Linked DNA regions of Sus scrofa: regions 2 and 3 are each linked to region 1. The links are chromatin contacts, called in public Hi-C and promoter capture Hi-C maps. All regions are on one chromosome and are shown on one strand. The core of a region is the stretch at or near the end of the contact, and the rest is flanking DNA. Distances in the headings are between cores, read along the strand shown. Region 1 holds the start of PSMC4 (26S protease regulatory subunit 6B). Region 2 has its middle 25 kb from the start of DYRK1B. Region 3 holds the start of FBL (rRNA 2'-O-methyltransferase fibrillarin).

Evidence for each region. Promoter capture Hi-C pulls out the DNA fragments that hold promoters and counts their contacts. A called contact is a pair of places that touch in the nucleus more often than the background predicts.
Region 2: a contact with region 1 is called in a promoter capture Hi-C map of fetal skeletal muscle, with 2.9 times the contacts expected there. The contact joins the enhancer-like site here to the promoter of PSMC4 in region 1. A contact is called at or near these places in 5 of 5 promoter capture datasets (fetal liver, fetal skeletal muscle, liver and 1 more), 23 of 47 Hi-C or Micro-C datasets (adipose tissue, alveolar macrophages, blood and 12 more) and 1 of 2 datasets of contacts at active chromatin or transcription factors (alveolar macrophages).
Region 3: a Hi-C map of fetal skeletal muscle shows a contact between it and region 1, with 2.7 times the contacts expected there. The contact joins the promoter of FBL here to the promoter of PSMC4 in region 1. A contact is called at or near these places in 2 of 5 promoter capture datasets (fetal liver and liver), 11 of 47 Hi-C or Micro-C datasets (blood, embryonic fibroblasts, epiblast stem cells and 5 more) and 2 of 2 datasets of contacts at active chromatin or transcription factors (alveolar macrophages and skeletal muscle).

Annotation. Positions count from the first base shown.
Region 1 is chr6:48,403,223-48,408,296 of Sscrofa11.1, reverse strand. It overlaps PSMC4 (26S protease regulatory subunit 6B), which reads right to left and starts at 2,060. Exons shown (of 11, transcript XM_021094383.1): 1 at 1,862-2,060; 2 at 910-1,008; 3 at 598-784. The coding sequence starts at 1,897.
Region 2 is chr6:48,287,237-48,292,310 of Sscrofa11.1, reverse strand. No RefSeq gene overlaps it. Among named protein-coding and RNA genes, the nearest start is that of DYRK1B, 25 kb to the left of the region's middle. Within about 2 kb of position 2,515, at least 3 of the 83 cell types and tissues checked have an H3K27ac peak or open chromatin away from gene starts, as enhancers often do. A contact at or near this core is called in fetal skeletal muscle, where this site is marked.
Region 3 is chr6:48,323,857-48,328,930 of Sscrofa11.1, reverse strand. It overlaps FBL (rRNA 2'-O-methyltransferase fibrillarin), which reads left to right and starts at 2,498. Exons shown (of 9, transcript XM_003355924.5): 1 at 2,498-2,626. The coding sequence starts at 2,617.

The DNA of each region.
Region 1 (5,074 bases), core at 811-3,310:
ATAGACCAAAGACACAAGCCTCATTTTAGACATCTCCCTCCCTTCACTACCTCACAACCAGCCCATCAGTGCAATTTCATTGCCCAGTCACACACCTTTCCCCACAAGCTTTACAAGAATACGGCTTGGTCTCGAGGAGCAGAGGCCAGAAACAGGAAGAAACAGATCAGACACAGAGACAATGACCATCATGAAGGCAGAGCCTAGATCCATGTTAGCAACAGCAGGTACTGTATACAGAGTCCTTACCAAAGCCCAGTCTCTTAACACATCACCTATGCTTTCAAACTACAGGTCCTAATCCAGTAGTAGTTTACAGAGTCATGATGAGAACAGGGTTGAAAACGAATTAGAGCCTGTCACACATAGTAAGACTAACCATTGTTTGGCCAAACTTTTACTATATGTTATATACACGCACACACACAAAAAGAAAATATGAAACACATTTCCACTCTTGTATCAGATCAAAATACTTTGAAAGACACCATTACACTGTCTTGCCTCGTTTGCCGTGCTAAGTTCCTGGCACATGGTAGGAAACAGTTAACGGCTGTTGCATGGACAGATGAGGAAACAGCCCCTGCCCCCACGCACCTGTGGTGGAGCCCACGATGGCTGTATTCTGATCCACAGCCTCCAGAAACTGCCCGATAACTAGTGGGATGCTTTGGATTCGCTTCACCTCCTCCTGGGCGTGGAGGAATTCCTTCTTCAGGTTCTTTTGCTCATCCTTGATGTACTCCTCCTGCACCTCCAGGAACTCCAGCTCTTGCTGCAGCTTCTGTGAACAGAGAGGAGAGAGGCAGGGTATGGCTCCAGGCCTTGCTGACCCAAGGAGTGGTGAAAGGTGGGGAAAGTATGGGATGCTGGGCCCAGAGCAGTGTCCGGATTGGGTCTGAATTGTACCTTGTAGCGGCTGTACAGGTCCTCCAGGTCCTCAGGCTCAGGCCCCAAGAAGGACAGGCCAGTCTGGGGCCGTGACACAGACAGAGCTGGGATCTCATCCTAGACCATGGAGGGAAACACAGTTTGGAAGAGGGTCCCCTTATGAAAAAATCTAGAGTCCCCTTCCCACTTCAGCATAAAGGCACTTGGCCACTAAATCGATTCTGGAAAGCTCTCAGCCACCTAAACAGGTTCCTGAAGTCATTCAGCTACTAACAAGCCCCTAGGTCAACCAACCTTCCAAACAGGTCTTTTGCTATCATGTCCCCAATGTCACCCAATTCCCAACGAGGGCCTAAATCAACTACTTACTAGACCCCCAATGCCCTCCAGCGCCCCCCACCCCAAAGCAGGTTCCGGCCCTCTCAGTTGACTGTTAAAGTCACCATGACTTCAAACTGTCCTGGAATTATTACTCAGTTACCCCCTAAAGATCCCTCAAGTCACAGAACTCCAACTCACATTAGGCCCCAATGTCATCCAGCTCCCCAGGTAGGCCCCAAATACCATTCGGCCAGACCACAGATACTACTCGGCCCTCAAACAACAGCTAAGCCCCGAATATCAGTCAGCTCCCAGCCCAGCCTCTGCTATCATTCGGCCCCACGGCCAAGGCTCATCACTCATCACCCGACCAATTCCGCCGGGCCACCGATGTCACAGCACTCTCTGCTAAACTTTGGAATTATTCAGTCCCAAAGAACCTCTAATGCCACTCGTTTCCCCAGCCCGCTTTCTGAGCGCTACTGCCCTCCTAACATCACTCAACCACCCGCTCCAGGCCTCGGGACGGCACGAAGCTCTCTACCGAGCCCTTCGAAATCACTCAGACCCAGGCCTGGATCCCGCAAGTCACGCAGCATCCCATGCAGGTCGGCTTCCCCCTCTCCCCGAGAGCCAGACCCCACCGGACCTGAGCTTTCTCCACCAGGATGCCTATCTCCTCCATAGTGACCAAGCCGGCCTCTGTGTGGCCCGGCCTAATCCAGTCACCGCTTCCGCTGACGCCAGCGGAAAGCCAGGACCTGGTGCCTTCTGGGAAACGTAGTTTTAAGACACCACCGAGAGAAGGCTGGAAGGGCCGGACAGGTGGAGGGAAGGGCAAACCTCGTCCTAGGCTCCGCCCCAATATGTGCGCATGCGCACTCGGTTCCTTGCGGGCTCGCGCGCGCTGGGCCCTGGAGCGGTGCGCTTGCGCAATAGCTTGCGGTAACGGGGTCTCGCGCGGGCGCTTCCCGCTTGTGTGTTCTTGCCAACCGAGGAGCGGTTCTCTTTTTTCTCTTTCACTTGAGGAATTTCTCAAGAGGTCTGTTAGAATGTCATGGCCAAGTGCTCTTCTTTCTTATTTAGTGGTCGGGCTGGAGATGCCTTGGGCTGCGGCCGAGGATTGCCTCCTGCGCGGGGGCGGGAAGACCTGGACTGCCCCTGAGAATTAGCCGCGAATCAAGTAGAACCTACGCTTTAGGGCTGGAGAAGGTGAGAGCAGCAGTGCCAGGAGTTTGGTCACGCAGGAGACCTGCAGCTCTACACCAGGCCCTGTGCTTAAGTCTTAGGTGCTTAACTTAATTGAATCTTGACAGACTTTATGTTCCCTTTACAGGGACAGAAACCAGAATGGGGCCCCCATCTGTCTGTTCCCAAAGCCTGTGCTTCAGGCCCTGGGGGTACACCGCTGCTCATCACACCAGCTACAGTTTTGTTCTGCCTTTTTTTTTTTTTTGGCTTTTTGGCTTTTTGGCTTATAGGCCGCAGTTGCGGCATATGGAGGTACCCAGGCTAGGGTCAAATCTGAGCTGTAGCTGCAGCCGGCCTACGCTATTGCCACAGCAACGCGGAATCCCAGCCGCGTCTGCGACTTTTACACCAACGCAGAATCTTTAACGCACTGATTGAGGCCAGGGATCGAACCCGTGTCTTCATGGATGCTAGTCGGGTTTGTTAACCGCTGAGCCAGGACGGGAACTCCAGCTACAGTTTTGTTAAGTAAACTTTGTTCAAGTGTAAGTTCAGAGAAATATAAAGATCATTAGCGTACAGTTCAACGAATTTACACAAAGTGAACACCCCCATATAACCAATCCTTAGACCAAGAAACCAAACATTAGCAGACCACAGAAGCCCTGCGCACTCTCTTTTCTGCCACCCTCATCCCTTCTGAAAGTTATCACTGACCTGATTTCTACCATGGATTACTTTTGTCGGTTTTCAACTCTCTGGGGACCCCATACAGTGTATGCTGTGATTTAGCTTCTTTTACTTAACATTATGTTTGTGCGATAATACTGTATGTAGGGATAGTTCTTTCGTTTTCATTTCTGTATGGTTTCCATTGTGTACCTAAAACTGGATATCTTCCAGTTTGGTTCTATACTACATATGCTTGTACATTTCTTTGGTAAACATGGGAACACATTCAGGAGCAGAATTGCTGGTCAGAGGGCAGGTATGTGTTTAGCTTTAGTAAACGCTGTCGAACTAAACTAACTTACACTCCCACCAATTGAGCATGCATTTGATATTGTCTCTATTTAAAAATTTTTTCCATTCTCCTGGGTGTGTGGTGGGTTGTCACACCAGACACCCTTTTGTATGCTTCTTTTAGCCAGGCAATTTAAACCATGATCTCTGAATCCTTACACCACCCTCAGGGGTAGGTTTGTCTTTTTGTTTTTGTTTTTCCTATTTTGGTTGCCCCATGGCACATGGAGATCCTGGGCCAGGGATGAGATCCAAGATGCAAGTTGCCTATGCAGCAGCTATGGCAATGCTGGATCCTTAACCCACTGTGCTGGGCTGGGGATGGAACCTTTGTCCTGGTGCTGCAGAGACACCGCTGATCCCATTGAGCCACAGGGGGAACTCCAACGTCCCACTGTTTTTATTTTCACAAAATAAAAGGGAAAACAATGGCAACAAATCCTTCATTTTTTTTTCTCTGCGTCGACAGCTCTCAATTCCATCTTTCAGCTTTCTGCCTGACACCCAAAAGGCATCCCAGATTTCTACTTGAGTCTTAGAGTCTGTGACTTAAAACAGAATCCATCATCGTCCTCCTTGTCTCTTGTTCCCTATTCTCCCAGTTTCCACACTTCAGATTCAAACCTATGTTATCTTTGCCATTATTCTTCTAAGCCCCATCAAATTGTCTCCAAGTTCTCTCTGCCGCCTCTGCAATGATAAATCAATGGAATCCAATCCTTTGGAATCTTCGTGGAGAATAATCATAGGTAGCCATTTCTTGAATACTGTGTACCTGGTTCTTTGCTAAGCATTTTACCTCATTATCTTATTTAATCTTCACAACAACCTTAGGAAGCAGATAGCGAAAGTAACTATACAGAGTGCTTACCTTGTGCTAGATTTTATACATATTGTGATTTAATCCCAGATTCAAGTGGAATTTGAAGTGGGAGCTGTTATCCTCTTTCTCAGGTCCTACATGAGAAACCAGGCTCAGAGATGGGAGGTCACTTACCCAAGATCACACAGCAGTTAAATGGTGGAGCTGGCATTCAAATCCAGCGCCTTTGCTCGTAACCTCACGTGATAGTTATTGGGATTTGCAGATGATCTTCCACAGGTGAGCCAAGTTCTTCTCAAGAAAGAGAACATCAAATCATTTAAGGAGTTTCTTCAAGCTAGCCTCACCTTTCCCTGTGCCCTCTCATTATAACCCTCCTTTCCATCTCGTGGTTAAGAACCACCCATCTAGGTCATCTATCAGTGGGCAAATTAGAGCCAGGACCAGCCCAGCTGACTATTTAACTCTCCTGGTTCAAGTCCGGGGCTTTCTCCTTCTCGACCACACTGCCTTCTAACGGAAGCCCCGAGCAGCTCTTGTTCTGAGTGAGAGTATTCCTGAATCTGTGCTTTAGAGCCCTGGGTGAAGCTAAGTGTGTGCAGGAGCCAGCAGACCAGTCCGTAAAGACAGGGGGCTGGCAGAGGACCTATTCCTCATCCACAAGCAGTGGTTGAAACTCAGCTCCAGCTGCCGTAGCCATGCCAGTGTGCGTTGCTGCCAGATTTGATGCTTCAACCGAAGACAGGAATCCAGAGGTTCAAGGGACATTTTCTAGTTTTAAAATGTTGACAGTATGTTTGAACACTTAAAAACACCAGGCAGGCC
Region 2 (5,074 bases), core at 1,266-3,765, 120 kb after region 1:
TTTTAGGGGTGTAAAAACATTAAACTGAGTAAAGTTGAAGATCTGATTGGCTTAATGTAAAAATTCTTGAAGTTCCCACTGTGGCACAATGGGATCAGCAGCATTTCTACAGCACCGGGACGCAGGTTCAGTTCCCGCCTGGCACAGTGGGTTAAAGGATCTGGCATTGCTGCAGCTGAGCCTCAGATCTGATCCCTCGCCCAGGAACTCCATATGCCACAGGGTGGCCAAAAATGAAAGAAGAAGAAGAAGAATTTTTGGAGTTCCTGTCTTACCTCAGTGGTTGACGAACCCAACTAGCAGCCATGAGGATGCAGGTTTGATCCCTGGACTCCCTCAGTGGGTTAAAGGATCCAGCGTTGCCTGGGTTGTGGTGTAGGTCACAGACTCGGCTCAGATCCTGCTGTTGCTGTGGCATAGGCTGGAGGCTACAGCTCTAATTGGACTCCTAGCCTGGGAACTTACATATGCCACGAGTACGGCCCTAAAAAAGACAAAAAATAATAATAAAAATTTTAAAAATGTTTTAATTCATGAATTGAGGAGTTCCCTTCGTAGTAGTTTAAAAATCATGCAATTGGTTGTAGGCAGCATCCAGAACAAGAAACAGCATTAATAGCCCCCCGGGACCCCCCCCCCACCATGTCCCCTCCCGGTCATGACCTCCCTGTAGCATATTTTCCAGCGGTGGCTGCAGCAATGTCCCCTGTTCCGGGCGTTCTTACAGTGTGCCGTTTCCGCATCAGGAGGTGGAGCCTGTGACCACTCTTGATCCTGGGCAGCCACTGGTGACCAAGATGACCAAGAGCATGGCGAAAGTGACATCATAGGTCACTCTGTGTTTCAGGCCAGGTCACAAAAGACATTACAGCTTCTGCTTGGTGCTCGCTCTCTGAAGGTTCACCGTTAGAACCTGGCAGGCATAGTGTGAGGAAGCCCAGGCCACAGGAGTGGTTAACATGTGAGCAGCGTTCTGCCCAGTAGCCAGCATCGGATACCAGCCACGTGAACGAGACACCCAGCTCCAGCCACCATCCGCCTATAACCACACCAGAGACCCCAGGTGAAAACTGCCTGTCTGAGCTCAGCCAGCTTCCAGGAACATGAGGGGTAATACCAACCCAGTACCACTATTTTATGCCACTGGGTCTAGGGAGGTTTGTTGAGCAGCAGTAGATAGCTGATACACCCCTCCTCTCCCCAAGGATAACCGCTCTGCTACTCTTTTGTCTTTTTAGGGCTGCACCCATGGCACATGGAAGTTCCCAGGCTAGGGGTCAAACTGGAGCCGCAAATGCACGCTTACGCCACAGCCACAGCCTTGCCGGATCCCGAGCCACATCTTCAAGCTTTGCCTCGATGCCAGATCCTTAACCTACTGAGTGAGGCCACAGATCAAACCCGCATCCTCATGGATACTAGTTGGGTTCTGAACCACTGAGCCACAGCAGGAGCTCCTCTGGGCTGACTTCTCATGGCCATAGGTTATTTTTTTTCCTGATTTGTTACACTGTATAAATGAAATAATAAAATGCATGGACTTCTGGGTTTCCTGTCTTAACCAGGATTTCTATGCTTGGGCCCATCCTGTGTGTACTGGATGTGGGTTATATTGGCCTGTCCATCATCCATTCGTTTTTCCAGGTACAACACCCCAAACTCCCCCGCTCTCTTGGTCTGTGTGTTTTGGGTACAGCGGAGTCCACCTGCTAGGGGTGAGCCCATACCCTAGGCCTCACAGCAAGAAATCGTCCATCTCCCCAACCACAGTAATTGCTCAGAAATGGGCCTGGGACCCAAACCTGGCCTGAGAAACTTCATATGCTGCTGGCATAGCAAACAAAACCAAACCAAACCCGATGTCCACTATACCGCCTTCAAAGGAAAAGGCACCAGGAAGCCTTTGTGCTTGCTCATTAAACTCCACAGGATGGGCCCAAGCATAGAAATCCTGGTAAAACAGGAAAGCCAGAGAGGTTGATGCATTGAACCTGCTCTGCAGCAGTGTCCCAAGCCACTGCAGTGACAACATTGGATCCTTAACCTGCTGTGCCACAGGGGAGCTCCAAGTGAGCACGATTTTATGGTGCTGCTGTGTGGACCAGTGAGTTAATGGAAGTAAATCATTCGGAACCGTGCCTGCACATAGTGCACGCTCACTAAAGTTGGACCCACGGTTCTCAGACTCGGTCAAACTTTAGAGTCACCTTGGAGGGCTTGTTAGAATTATTGCTGCCCAACCCCCTTGGAATTCTGATTCTAAGGAGAGCCGGAAATCGGCATTTTTAACTAGTTCCTGGGTCAAGCTGATGCTGCTGGTCCAGGGACCCAGTTTGAGAACCACCAAATCAGGCATTCTTGCTAGGGGTCTCCAGTTCTCTCTGGTAGTTCTGCAGTCACCTCAGGTGCTCTGGACTCGCCCTTTCCGCTGACTCAGGCTTCTGTCTCCTTGTCTCCCTCCCTTCTGGCACCACCTTTGAGAGCTGGCTTCTCTGTGCTGGTAATCGGAGCTCTGAGCCCAGCTTTCTGCTGAGAGTAGCCCCAGCCTCCACCTGTTCAGGGAACCTGATTGATGGTTTGTGCGACCACAACGGTTCCTTTTTTGGCAGCCTTCAGAGCTGGCTCCAGCTTTCTTATGTAAGCAGACACCTTTCCTCCTAACCTCTGGGAGGCTGCAGTTGCCACTCATTCCTGATGCTGGCTGTCCAACCCCCATCACACTCACTTACTCACCCCGCCCCCATCACAAGCCATTTCTTTGTTTTGCTGATATAAATGGTTTAAATGGAGGACCGGTCCCTCCAACAAGCGCCTCTGTACCTTGGCCTGTTAACCAGAGCAGGAAGGTCCATGCGGCTGGAGCTGAGAGCCAGGGGAAGGATGGCAGGGCACTAGGTCAGACATAGAGACTGGACAAGCCTTTATATGTCATGAGAAGAGCTTGGGCTATCTCCTAACAGTGGTAAAAACTTTTTAAACGTTGAAAAAAATTGTGACACAGTATATCAATGTGTATATACACATACATTTATAAATATATATACAATTGAAAAAAAAATGATACACTGGACAACCATGTAACCACCACCCAGGTGAGAAATGAGACATGGCCAGTCAAAACCACTCCTAACGTGTGGATCCTGGACCACCAGCGCAAATGGAGGTCCCGAGCTACAGTTCCATCCATCTCTTCCCATTCCGTCTACACCCTGAACCCTTGAGTCATCCATGCCTGTGTGAGGACACCCTCATGGGCAGAGCAGAGCTTCGTCCGTCTCCCCACATCACCCCTTGCCCACACCTTGGCACTAGAGGTGTGGACACCAGCATGACCTGCCCTGCGTGTAGTGGGGGCAAGATGGCCTGGCATGAGGCCCACACAGGTGCTGGAAGCAGGCTCAGGAGCACTTGGGTAGGGGATTCTACAGAATTGGGTTCCCTCGAGCATGGTCTGATACTGCACTATCCCAAAAGGTAGCCACTAGTCATATGGCTTAAATTTAGTTAGCAATAACTACGCCTCGGATAAACCTCACTGGCTGCGATACTGCCACTGCGCAAGGCTTGGCTTAAACTTTAATGAGAAATGAAATAAAATTAAAAATTGAGTTCTTCAGTTACACTAGCCATATTTGAAGTTCTCTGTAGCTACATTTGGCTACTGTCCACTGCACTGGACAGGGTAGATAAAGAATTCTATCAATGCAGAATGTTCTATTGGACAGTGCTAGTTAGGAAGGAGGAGTGATTTAGGTTCCGAAAGACAGGAAGCTATGACCCCCTGCACTGTGGGCGGGGGGTAGGCAGCAAAAACTTACTCTTAAAAAAACAAACAAAGCCAAAAAAACACTTCCTGTTAGAGTTAACAAAGCCTTGCACGTAGCCATTCTATAAATATGTTCAAATAAGTAAAAGGAATCATGCCTTCAAGAGTGAAGGGAAGAAGATCTGATAATGACGTCGAATTAAAAATATCAGTAAAGACTAAAGATTAGGGATCCTGCCTTGCCCTGAGCTGGGGTGTGGGTCGCAGACATGGCTCAGATCCAGCATGGCTGTGGCTGTGGCATAGGCCAGTGGCTACAGCTCCAGTTGGACCCCTAGCCGGGGACTTCCTGTGCCACGGCCCTAAAAATATTTTAAATAATAAAAAAAAAAGAATGATTGCAAATAAATTTCCACCTCAAGACACTGAAAAAGAAGAGTAAACTCTACTGATAGCAGGCAGAAAGAAAATAATAAAAACTAGAGAATACATGGAATACAGAAGAGAAAAATAGTGAAGAATCAGAAAACCAAAGCTGGTTCTTTTAAAGATCAAGACAGTGATATAACATTAGCTACAGATACCCAGAAAAAAAATAAAACTGAAATGATCAGAATCATAAATGGAAGATGACAATTACCATCTATGTCACAGAAATACAAAGGAATATTATGAACTGCATGCCCCATGTATCAATTTAGATGAAGAGCAAATTCCTGGAAAGACCCAAGCTACTGAAACAAAGTCAAGAGGAAATAAGACATCTGGACAGATCCAAAGCAAGTAAAAATATTTAATTCATCATCTAAAAACTATCCACAAAGAAAGCCTAGACTCTGATGGCTCCCCTGCTGAATCCTACCAAACAGTTAAAGAAAAATTAATACCAATTCTTCAATAAATAGGAGGGGCTATTCCTAACTCATTCTGTGAGGCCAGTATTACCCTGCTACCCAAATTAGACAAAAATATCACAAGAAAACTACAGGCCAGTATCTTTTATAAGTACTGACACATATGCAGAAATCTTCAAATACCAGCAAACCAAATCCAGCAACAGATAAAAAGAACCATACATCAGAACAAGTGAGACTTTCCTCTGCCTTCTAGTTCTGGCTGGAAAAGATGGCTCCGCGTGGGCTTCCCGTTACTGTTCTGCAAAGGAGCAACTGACTATGTCCGGCACTTGGCTGCTTTGGGGCCAGCATTCAGGCCAAGAGGGAGGTGTGATCCAGACCCAGGACTGAGGGTCAGGAGTTGTCCTGGGAAGACCTGGGAATGAGGTCTTCATGTCTGGCCTATAGCTGA
Region 3 (5,074 bases), core at 1,249-3,748, 80 kb after region 1:
GGGAACATCTGGAAAAGCCCTCAGTGCCTCCCCTATCCCATCCCTGACCATTCTGCCTATTTCTCCCCCATCCTGGCCCTGTTCTCTCTACAGCTGCCCCTGTCCAGGGACCAGTCTGTCTGTCTCCCTCACTGGCCTGGCAGCTCCAGGAAAACTGGTCTCTTTCAGTCACCATTGTGTCCCCAGCACAAAACCAGCAGGGATCCCCCCCACCACCAATTATTCACTGGTAGTGCCAACTTCAGGTCTGCAGTGCCAGTTAGCAGGTGAAATGTATCAGAGCCAGGAGATGGTGCCAGGATTCCAGAATACAGTCTGTTGAGTATTTTCCTTCTTTAGAAAAAAAATTATTTTTAATGGGAAGGCAACAATAAAATCCCTAAGTAGTAGGTTTATCCTGAATTGAAGCCTTTCAAATTATTACAAAGCTCCTGGAAATCCAGCATAGACTCAGCAGATGTTCCATCTTAACATTTTTAAAAAATTTCAGGAAAGTTACTGTGCGGCTGGAATCCCCGCACAGAGAACTCAAGATATCATAGGTTCTGGAGTTCCCATCATAGCTCAGAGGTAATGATCCCCACTAGTATCCAGGAGGATGCAAGTTCGATCCCTGGCCTTGCTCAGTGGGTTAAGGATCCAAAATTGCCATGAGCTGTGGTGTGGGTTGTAGATGCGGTTCGGATCTGGTGTTGCTGTGGCTGTGGTGAAGGCCGGTGGCTGCATCTCTGATTCTACCCCTAGCCTGGGAACTTCCATATGCTGCAGGTGTGGCCCTGAAAAGAAAAAAAAAAAAAAAAAGACAGCATAGGTTCATTCAACATAAATTAGCCGAGCACCCACTGTGCCAGGTTGTTCTAGGTATAAAGTGACACAACAAGGAACAGGACAGACCAATGGATTCTCCTGGAGGTTGTTAATAACTTCTCATAGTACCACTCTTTTTTTATTTTTTCTTTTTCTGTATTGTATTGTATTGTATTACATTGTATTGTATTTGCTTTTTACCCAAGCCACAGCAGTGACCTGAGCCGCTGCACTGACAACTTGGGATCCTTAACCTGCTGAGCCACAAGAGAACTCCAATGCCACTTTTTTGTTTTTGTTTTTGTCTTGTCTTGTCTTCTTGCCTTTTCTAGGGCAGCTTCCCGCGGCATATGGAGGTTCCCAGGCTAGGGGTCGAATCAGAGCTGTGGCCACCGGCCTACGCCAGAGCCACAGCAACTTGGGATGCGAACCACGTCTGCAACCTACACCACAGCTCACAGCAATGCTGGATCCTTAACCCACTGAGCAAGGGCAGGGATCGAACCCGCAACCTCATGGTTCCTAGTCGGATTCGTTAACCACTGCGCCACAACGGGAACTCCCACTTGTTTTGTTCTGAGGAACAAATATATAGGATGCATATTCAAGTTATAAAATTACAAAGCACAAATTTCTCAATACTTAGGCAGAATCTGCTCACTCCTCACCCCTTCCTCTGCCTGCATCATGATCCATTGCAGCAGGGCCCTCATTGGTCTCCCAAACCTATTCCTTCACTCAGTTTCCCACATACAGCCAGGCGACCCAAGTGAGATTATATCCCTTCTTTGTTCAGGAACCTCTTTCTCTCTCAGAGTAAAAGCCAAAATTATCACCCTAAAGCTCCATACAATTTGCTTTGTCGACCTCCCTACCCTCATCTCCTCCCCCTCTCCCCAAGATTACTCTGCCCCGACCACATCCCTCACTGTTTCTGCAACCCTCCTTACCTTTCCTGCTTCAGGGCCTTGGCACCTGCAACCCTTGCTGCCTGCGTTCTCTTCCCGCAGATAGAACATGCCTCCCTCCTCATCTTCTTTCGCTCTTTGCTCAAAAATCACCAGATGGGCTCCCTGACCACCGGGTAAGAAATTTCACACACTGTCCCCCACTCCCAACACCAGTCCCTATTCCCTCCCTGCTATTTTCTCCAAAGCACTTACAGCCTTCTATCATTCAACAATGATTTTTACTAACTATCATTCAACAATGATTTTTACTAACTCGTTTGCTGTTTGTTTCCCCCACTGCAAGATGAGCTCCAGGAGGGTGGGGATGTGTCTGTCTTGTTCTCTGCCATATTTCCAAAGCCTAGAACAGTGCTTCGTACATTCAGGCGCATAATTAGTGCTTTTCAAATGTATGAATGCGAGTCCAGAGTTGGCCCTTGTTCTTGGGGGTGAAAATGGATTAGGGAAGGCTTTGAGGTGTAGAGGGAAACTTAGGGAGTTAATCAGGAATAGAGAAGAGGAGCTAGGGTAGCCCGTGCGAAGGTTTGGAGACCTGATTACTGGGGTGCTTGCACAGGTGGAGAGGAAGCGGGAAGAGTGTTCAGGCAGCAAGCGCTGCACAGGAAAGGCGGTGCCAGCGGCGGTCGAAGAGGCGGTACCGGGAGGGGCTCGGGAATCCCCGCCCACAGCGCGCACACAAGCCATGGGCGGGGCTGTGGCTCCGAAGGATGGGGTCTGCGTGCTTGCGTCACGCGCCGCACGTCGCCGCGCGCCTGCGCTCCTTTCCACGTGCGTAAACCCGGGACGCGTGGAGTCGAAAGAGCCTCAGATTACTGAGTAGCGAACCTCTGTGCTCGCTATGAAACCAGGTACGGGCCGGGGTTGGGATCGGGGGTCTGGGACTGGGGCCTGGTGGGGATCGGGGTGCCAGTCCGGAACGAAGGGGTATGGTGGTCTTGGCCTGGAGGCAGGAGTTCTGAGCCCCGGATCCGGTCTCTTGTGGGGAGGGGGGTCTTGGTTCCGCTCTCCGGTGTGGGTGAAGGGGGCTCGCTTTTGCATGGTGATTGAACTTGAGCCCGGGGTTCGGGTTCCTGGTCTGGAGCTTTGTGACTGGCTTTCCCGAGGTCACAGTCGTGGGTCGAGGGTCTTTGGCGTGGGCTTGAGGAGGGTTGTGTCTTGACCTGGGATTCGTTTCATTGAAGCTGTCGTTAGAGGTCTTGGATGTTGGCCCGGCGGCAGCAATCGCGAATACTAACCCAGAATCCAGATCCAGGCATCTAGGGTCTCGGATCTCTGGGTGTGGGATTTGGGAATTTGTCCTGGTTCGGAGGCGGAGAGTCGCTGATTCGGGGGTCCGAAAGCTGGGTCTGAGAGGACCAGGTATGCTCCTGTGTCGCCACCGCTACTGCGGTACCCTTGGCCCCAACACCCAGCTTCTCGGAGAGGGCCGGCATGGATGGATTCTCCCGGCTTGGTAGTCTCTCTGGCCCATTTTCCCGCTCTCCACTTACCAGAGAGGGGCGGGTCCCTGAGGATGGAGATCCTGGGCCTAGTGCTGATGAGAGATGAGATGAAACTTGACAGCCCAGTATAGGATTAAAGTGGGGGGGGGGGCGCGTAATCACGGAGCATGAGTGTTTTTATCCATTCCGATCTTACTCGAGATTTTGATGAACCCAGTGCATCTCCCTCTTGGTCTAATGATGAGAGTACAGGCTTTGACAGCAGAAGAGCCTCCGTTCAAAGTTTCAGTCCTCACTATGCTTAATTTACTGTGTGATCTGGAGCAAGTAAGTGACTTTCTCTCTCTGAGCCTCTGTTATCTCATCAATGAAAAATGGCACCCAGCTCTAATTTAGTGAAATCATGTTAAGAAGAAATACCGGGAGTTCCCATCGTGGCGCAGTGGTTAACGAATCCGACTAGGAACCATGAGGTTGCGGGTTCGATCCCTGCCCTTGCTCAGTGGGTTAAGGATCCGGTGTTGCCGTGAGCTGTGGTGTAGGTTGCAGACGCAGCTCGGATCTCGCGTTGCTGTGGCTCTGGTGTAGGCCGGTGGCTACAGCTCCGATTAGACCCCTAGCCTGGGAACCTCCATATGCTGCGGGAAGCTGCCCTAGAAAAGGCAAAAAGACGGAAAAAAGAAAAAAATCAGCACCTGCTGACAGTCATTTCACAATATACCAGTATCAAATCAACAGGTTGTATGCCTTGAACTTACACAACGTTATATTATGTCAACTGTATCTCATATAGCACAGCCCTTGACATATAATAGTATTGGCTCCAATTGTTATCTTCTTAAGGGAAATGAGATTATGGTCCTTCTTCCTAAGTCAGGCCAAGCCCCTCCCTGTAACTTGGTTCCCTTGGAGTTGGGGAAATCTTCTATCCTGACCAAAAGTTTTTGTTTTTTTTTTTTCTTCCTTTCCAGTCCCCCCTGACCCCAGCCTGTGGAGGGATGGGGTCATCTGGAGGTGTCGGGGGGAGGGGGAGGCTGTTTTGTGGGTCCATGCTGCCTCCCAAGTTCCCTTTCTCTTCTTCAGTGTTTGGGGATCTACTTGTGGAATGAGAAGTGCCAGGAGGGTGTCTCCATGAGACCCTGGTATGCCTGCAAGCATCCTGTGGTCTGATTACCCCAGGAGTGGCGCAAGATACACCTTCCTTCCAACCCCTCCTTCGCTGTATTAGGCTGTAAAGTTGTAGAAATTGTCAGGAGTCAGCTCTTTAGCAAGGAGTTTAATCTGGTTGAGAGAAGAAGCCTTTGGGAGATTCTGAACCGAGACATGATGTCAGTCAGACTTGACTGAGACATTTAAAAGGATCCTTCCTGCTTCTGTGTATAAAAGATTTTAGGAGGGGGAGTTCTTGTCGTGGTGCAGCGGAAAACGAATCTGATTAGTATCCACAAGGATGTGGGTTCGATCCCTGGCCTCGCTCAGTGGGTTAAGGATCCAGCATTGCCGTGAGCTGTGGTGTAGGCCAGCAGCTGTGGCTCGGATTGGACTCTTAGCCTGGAAACTTCCATATGCCACGGGTGCAGCCCTAAAAACCAAAAAAGAAAAAAGACTTTAGGGGAACAAGAATGAAAGCAGGAGGAGTTCCCATCGTGGCGCAGTGGTTAACGAATCCGACTAGGAACCATGAGGTTGCGGGTTCGGTCCCTGCCCTTGCTCAGTGGGTTAACGATCCGGCGTTGCCGTGAGCTATGGTGTAGGTTGCAGACGCGGCTCGGATCCCACGTTGCTGTGGCTCTGGCGTAGGCCGGTGGCTACGGCTCCAATTGGACCCCTAGCCTGGGAACCTCCATATGCCGC